2 separate regions of the Mus musculus genome follow, and region 1 is linked to region 2. Evidence: chromatin contacts called from public ChIA-PET data. All regions are on one chromosome and are shown on one strand. Each heading gives the region's core, a stretch centred on a gene start, on an enhancer-like site or on the middle of the called end of the contact. The rest is flanking DNA. Distances are from core to core; before and after follow the strand shown.

What was found. ChIA-PET counts read pairs in DNA pulled down with a chosen protein or histone mark.
Region 1: a contact with region 2 is called in an RNA polymerase II ChIA-PET map of effector CD8 T cells, with 8 read pairs. The contact joins two enhancer-like sites. A contact is called at or near these places in 5 of 484 Hi-C or Micro-C datasets (the HPC-5 cell line, LSK cells, centrocytes and 2 more), 10 of 115 datasets of contacts at active chromatin or transcription factors (the 230-238 cell line, the SCID.adh cell line, bone marrow-derived macrophages and 5 more) and 2 of 9 other capture datasets (adipose tissue and liver).

The regions. Positions count from the first base shown.
Region 1 is chr2:11,541,257-11,544,259 of GRCm38.p6, reverse strand. It overlaps a transcript of Pfkfb3 not described here. Among named protein-coding and RNA genes, the nearest start is that of Gm10851, 21 kb to the right of the region's middle. Within about 2 kb of position 1,434, at least 29 of the 459 cell types and tissues checked have an H3K27ac peak or open chromatin away from gene starts, as enhancers often do. A contact at or near this core is called in effector CD8 T cells and regulatory T cells, where this site is marked.
Region 2 is chr2:11,190,857-11,193,966 of GRCm38.p6, reverse strand. All of the region lies in intron 1 of Prkcq (protein kinase C, theta), which reads right to left. Among named protein-coding and RNA genes, the nearest start is that of Prkcq, 20 kb to the right of the region's middle. Within about 2 kb of position 1,321, at least 114 of the 459 cell types and tissues checked have an H3K27ac peak or open chromatin away from gene starts, as enhancers often do. A contact at or near this core is called in effector CD8 T cells and regulatory T cells, where this site is marked.

The sequences.
Region 1 (3,003 bases), core at 185-2,684, 350 kb before region 2:
GGCTGGCCTAAATCCTGACTCTCCTGTCTCTACCTCCCCAAGTACCACCATGCCCAGCTTTACTGGGAAACTGGTAGTGCTAGGGATAGAGCCCAGGTCCCCAGGCATGTTAAACCAGCATTCCACCACGGAGCACATCTCCAGTTCTCAAGTTTACTCTTAACCTCCTTGAGGCAGGATCTCAGGCTGCTTAACTATCTATAGGCTAGCCAGGCTTTGATCTTGTAATCTTCTGCTTCAGCCCTCCCCCAAAGCGGGCATCATAGGTTCATCTTATTGCAAAAATGTTTTTAAGGCCAGGCATGGTGGCACACGCCTTTAATTCTAGCACTTGGGAGGCAGAGGCAAGTGGATCTCTGCGTTCCAGGCCAGTCTTGCAACATGAATACACACACACACACATGCAAATGTATATATGTATATATATATATTTTTTTCTTCAAGCAGGGTCTCATTATATACCCTTGGGTGGCCTAAAGCTTGTCATGTGTGTGTATGTGTGGTGTGTGTGTGTGTGTGTGTGTGTGTGTGTGTGTATGTATATATGTATATACTGTAATTTTTTTTAAACAGATTTTCTCTACATAGCCCTGTCCAGACTCGCATTGAACTTACGGAAATCTACTGCCTTAGCCTTTCAAGTGTGGGATGAGAGATTTTTGCCACCATGTCTAGCAATTTAAGAAAAGTGTTTATTAAATGTTGTTTATTGCCGGGTGACGGTGGTGCACTTCCAGAACAGCCAGTGCTATGCACAGATAGACCATGTCTGGAAAAAACAAAAAAACAAAAGGAAGAAACAAGGATGTTACTTATTTTTATTTTACGGGTGTTTTGTTTAGAGATACATCTGTGTACTGTGTGCAAGGAGTGCCCAAAGAGACCAACAGAGGGCGTCGGATCCCCCTGGAATTGGAGTAACTGACACGTGGGTTCTGGGAACCAAACCTGGCTCCTCTGAAAGAGCAGCCAGTGTTCTTGTCCACCGAGCTGCCTCTCCAGCTCCTGCAATTTAATTTTTAAAATATTTAAACATTTTAATTTTTATGTCTGTGTATCACATGTGTGCATTGCCTGTGGAGGTCAGTAGAGGGCCTTGGACCCCCTGGGATTGGGGTTGCAGGTAGCTGTTAGCCCCCTTATAGGTAGCTGATGCTCTCCACCAAGGACCCGATTTTCCAGCCTCTTCATTGATTGTTTTGGGAAAGGGTCTCACTCTGTCACCCTGGCTGGCCTGGCACTTGTTTGCTATGAAAACCAGGCTGGCCTCAAACTCACAGAATTCCTCCTGCCTCTGCCTTCCAAGTGCTGGGGTTATGAGTGTATCACTACACCTGGCTTATTATTATTTTAGTTATGCAGCTCTGTGTGGGTTTGTGCATGTGATTAAAGTACACAGGAAAGCCACAAGGGGGTGCCAGATCCCTGGAGCTGGAGTTATAGGCAGCAGTAAAGCAGCTTGATGTGGACACTGGGTATTGAACATGGAGCAGCTGGGCACACTGTGTACTACTGATCCATTTCTTCAGTCCACTGCAGAGCTTTTAAGAAACTTGATGCCCCGGGAATTCTGGTAAATACTTTTGTTTGCTGATTTGGGATGATATTTCCTGACACAACACTTATCCTTAGGCTGTACAGTACACTTTATTTTCTAGTGTATTATATTTCATTGAAAAAGACTCTAGTTTTGCTAGAGTAAATGGACTCCAGGGACACAATGGTTTATACTTCATCATTGTGAAGCTATTCTTCTGTGTTCCAACCTATCTAGAGGTTGGAAGAGTTAGCCCTCTTTGACTGACTCCCTTGCAGCTAAAGTTTGGGGTACGGCTTAGGTACTGTGGAGACTGGAAGGCTTGATCTCCACCTTGTTGTGCTAGGGAAATGTGGTGCAAAGATGTGGTTCTTAATGGCAGGAAGTTAAGTCACAGAGGGCACACCCTTGAAGAGGATACAGCTTCTTCTACCTCCTGTCTTTGCTTTCTGACCACTATGAGGTGAGCCAGAAGGCTTTGTACTGTGCCCTCACTTAAAAAAAATCAACTGAAGCAACTACTTATAATGTGAAAGGAAAATAAACCCTTTTCCTTGTGAATATATAATAAGAGGGGGCAACAGGTGTGGGTATAGGGGCATGGGTTACAGAAAAGGCTTAGTGGTTAAGAGCAGTTGTTGCTCTTCCAGAAGAATGCAGACAGGAGTTCCATTCCCTGCATCCATTTCAGGCAGCTTACAACTACCTGTAACTCTAGCTCTGAGAGGTCCAACAACATCCTCTGGCCTCCATACTCATGTGTCATGCGCATACACATACACACACACACACACCCATATACATAATTTTAAAAATGAATGTATAATGCACTTATAAGTTGATTGATCCATGCATTTTTGTCACAGAGATGGAAAGTTGACTGACATATTGAATATCTAGTAAACCAGGTCTGAAGATACAACAAGGACATACAGCAGACAGAACATAGCTGTGGAGCTGGCATCATGACAGCTACAGTGAAGACAAAACCCACAGAGAACAGATAAGAAGACCGGGTGTGTTGGGGAATGTCTTTAATCCCAGCACTGCAGAGGCAGAGAGACAGAGGCAAAGGCAGAGGCAGAGAGAGAGAGAAGCAGGGAGGCACAGAGGCAGAGAGGCAGAGAGACAGAGGCAGAGGCAGAGGCAGAGAGACAGAGGCAGAGGCAGAGAGGCAGAGGCAGAGGCAGAGGCAGAGGCAGAGGCAGAGGCAGAGAGGCAGAGAGGCAGAGGCAGAGGCAGAGGCAGAGGCAGGCAGGGAGGCAGAGAGGCAGAGAGGCAGAGAGGCAGAGAGGCAGAGGCAGATCTCTGAGTTCAAGGCCAGTCTTGTATATTTTAAAATTTTATGTATGTAAAATCTATAGTGGGCAGCTGAGCACTGGGGAGCTGCGTTGCTGCTGAGTGGGTATGGGAGCAGAGCAGAGGCAGCCTCAGAAGGCAGTGGACAGCTCACATAGGTTCTCTAC
Region 2 (3,110 bases), core at 72-2,571:
AAAACAAAAACAAAAACAAAAAAAAAACCCTTAGGCAGCTGCATGCACCTGCAATCCCAGAATTTTTTGAGGTAAGAAGAGACAAGAGGTGCACACAGGCGAGGCCTGGGGGCCATCTGGCCTGCACCACGCAGAAAAACAGCAAGGAAGAACATGTCAGACTTTGCCTCCAAACAAAGGTGTAAATCTAGACTCATGAACTCTTTTAAGTATGTGCAAGATAATCTCTCACGCATGTACTTAAATTTTAAAGGGAATTCACTCCATCAATATTTAAGGGACACTCTCACAACAGCATTTATTCCTGTTTCTTACAAGCACATCCTTCTAAATTGCCTGGGATTTGGTTGAAAAGAGCCCTGAGTCCAACAAACCTCCCTTCACAGCTGCTAAGATAAAAACAGACATACAATATTTTTAAAATAAAATTAAAAAAAAAAAAAAGCTTAGTAAACACAGGGAGGAGACATATGCAGAAACCCACAACTGATTTAATTTGCAAAACCACACCGCCTTAGCTCAACTAGAGTGAAGATGATTTAGATAAAATACAACCAGAAAAGGGAGATAGCGGATACCGGGTAAGCAACACAGCTGATGCTGTAGCAGGAAACGCTCTGGGCGGGAAGTGAAGATCAGAAAAACTTTCTACATTGGCTTTGTTTCAAGATGCTGGAGGCAATCACTGCTCATTGGAAGAAGGTATTAACTTGTCTCTGTGGGAGAATCCTCACCTTGATGCAGGAAGGAAAACAAGACTTGTTAAATTGAAGCTGTGGAGTCTGGAGCTACCTTCATCTTTGCGTGCAAAGACCTGAGGAATTTCTCAAGAGGTGGATTGTATCTTTAGGGTGTAAGAAAAGAGGGCAAGAAAAACTCCGTGTAGAAACCAACGACTGTGGTTCCTTTCCCAGGAAGTATTTGCAGAGTAGATTACAAGCATAAATGACCATAACCGCACAGCAGGGCAAAACTGCCTCTGGAGGTGACACAGGCTGAAGGTCAAAGGAGAACAGAAAGCGAAAGCTTTTCTGTCTGAGCTTTATTTATGAGTTGGAATTCACTAAGCCATTCTCAAGCATTCTGCTGCTCATTTTCCTAGCTGTGAAATAATTCAGCCATAGGCAATAAAAGGTTAAGGATCAAAAGTGAAAGCAGAGATGAACCTTATGAATAAGGATTACAGCTGTCGGCTTAGGTAAGAGAAGATTCACCTAGGAGCTGGCATTCACTGCCCACTACCAAGACCCAGGCGCTATGTAGTAACAAAAGAATCCAGGGTAGAAAAAGAGAGTCACGTGTGCTTTGAGCCCTTCTAGAGGACCCAAGGGGAGCACTCAAGGATGTGTGGGTCTAGCAGAGAGGGTGGCCATGCTGCTTCTACGCTGTCTAATGGTGCCTTTGTTTTTCTTAACCATGATTTTGCGGCAGTGAGAATGTATGAGATTTTTTTTTTTCTGAGTCATACGTTAAACAATCTGAAAGCTGCTGGGGTTGCAGAAGTTCCCCTGAGCTTCCCAGCCTTGTCTGGATTCTTCAGGCACCGGCCATTACTCAACCTGCTCTCACCGAGCCCTGTTTGCTTTCTTCTCCAACAGACAGGTCTTCTGAGGGCTAGCTAGCATCTTCTCCTTTTATCCCTCTTTCCTCTCTATACACAAAATTATGTCCAATGTGGTTAGATATCTGATCAAGAAATATTTAACTCAAATAAGGCAAATTTAAAGTTTAAAATTAAAAAAATGTCCAGTTTCTGCTCATTGACTAAACCAGGCTAAGGTGTCGTGGAATGTCCACGGAACCTGGGTTTTTAAGGTGATCCGTGCCTTTCAAAGTCCTAAGGTGGCAGAGAATTTCAGGCATTGGAAAAGAATGTGGTGAAAATTTTCTACAATATTTTGTAGGAAGAAATGTTCCAAGGCAGTGGTTCTCCACCTGTGAGTCCCACACAACCCCTTTGGGGGTTGTCTATCAGATATTTACATTATGGTTCATAATAGTACCAAAATTAAAGTTATGAAGTAGAAATGAAATAATTTCATGATTAGTGGTCACCACAACATGAAGAACTAAGGGCCACAGCATTGGGAAGGTTAAGAACCACTGGTCTGAAGGGTTTCTTCCCAACAGGTTAGGGCACTTAGACTTATTTTATACCTTTCATAGTGTCTTCCCTTCTTCTATGACTGAATATATATATGATTGAAACCTAAAATCACTAGCTAGGACCTGGGGAAATGGCTCAGTGGAAAAGGGCCAGGTAAGGGTGAATACTTGATTTCTATGATCCCTGGCACCCTCTGGCTGTGGCCAAACACTTGGTCCATCACTTCAACACTGTCATGTCAGAGACTCACAAGTTGCCAGGCTAGCGAGGTAGCTCCACATTGAGTGAGAGGCCTGCTTCAAGGCAATGATGCAGAGATAATAGAGCAAGACACCCAGTGTCCTTCCCTGGCTTCTACATAGGCATGCACCTCCACATGTGTGCAGATACACAAGACTACACACACCACATATGCTTCCTCACATTCGCCAGACAAACAGAACACTCTAGCACTGGTGGGTCTGCTGTGGCAGGATGGTGACACTGAGGGAAGCCTTACTGACTGCAGCTCCCTAGAAAGAGGGTCATGAACGTCCTCTACCTAGGCAGTTATTGAATCTAATTTGTTTTCATGTATTCATTTCCAGGGCTAGTATGGATGTATTTGTTTATTTTTGAGGCAGAGTCGCTCACAGCCCAGCCTAGCCATGAACTTTCCTGTAACCAAGGTGACCTTGAACCTCTGATCCTCTTCGTTCTGTCTCCCAATCACAGGTGAGCACTACCACCCTCTGCACAGTGCTGCGGCTCTGTGCATGCTCCCTAAGCGCTCGACCAGACAGGTACACCTCTGCTTTTCCACTATAATTATATTCGATTAATTGCTTTGCTTTTGAAAATTGCCCATTTTCTCAAATATGAAAACTCCATTAAAATTCTGAGTTTTTTTTTTCTTTTTAATAACCAATCAAAAAACCAAAGCATACCATTGTCAGCGGTTTTCTGGTGGGGGCGGTATAACACACTTGTTTTAACTCTCTCTCTCTTCTCTCTCTGACAAAAT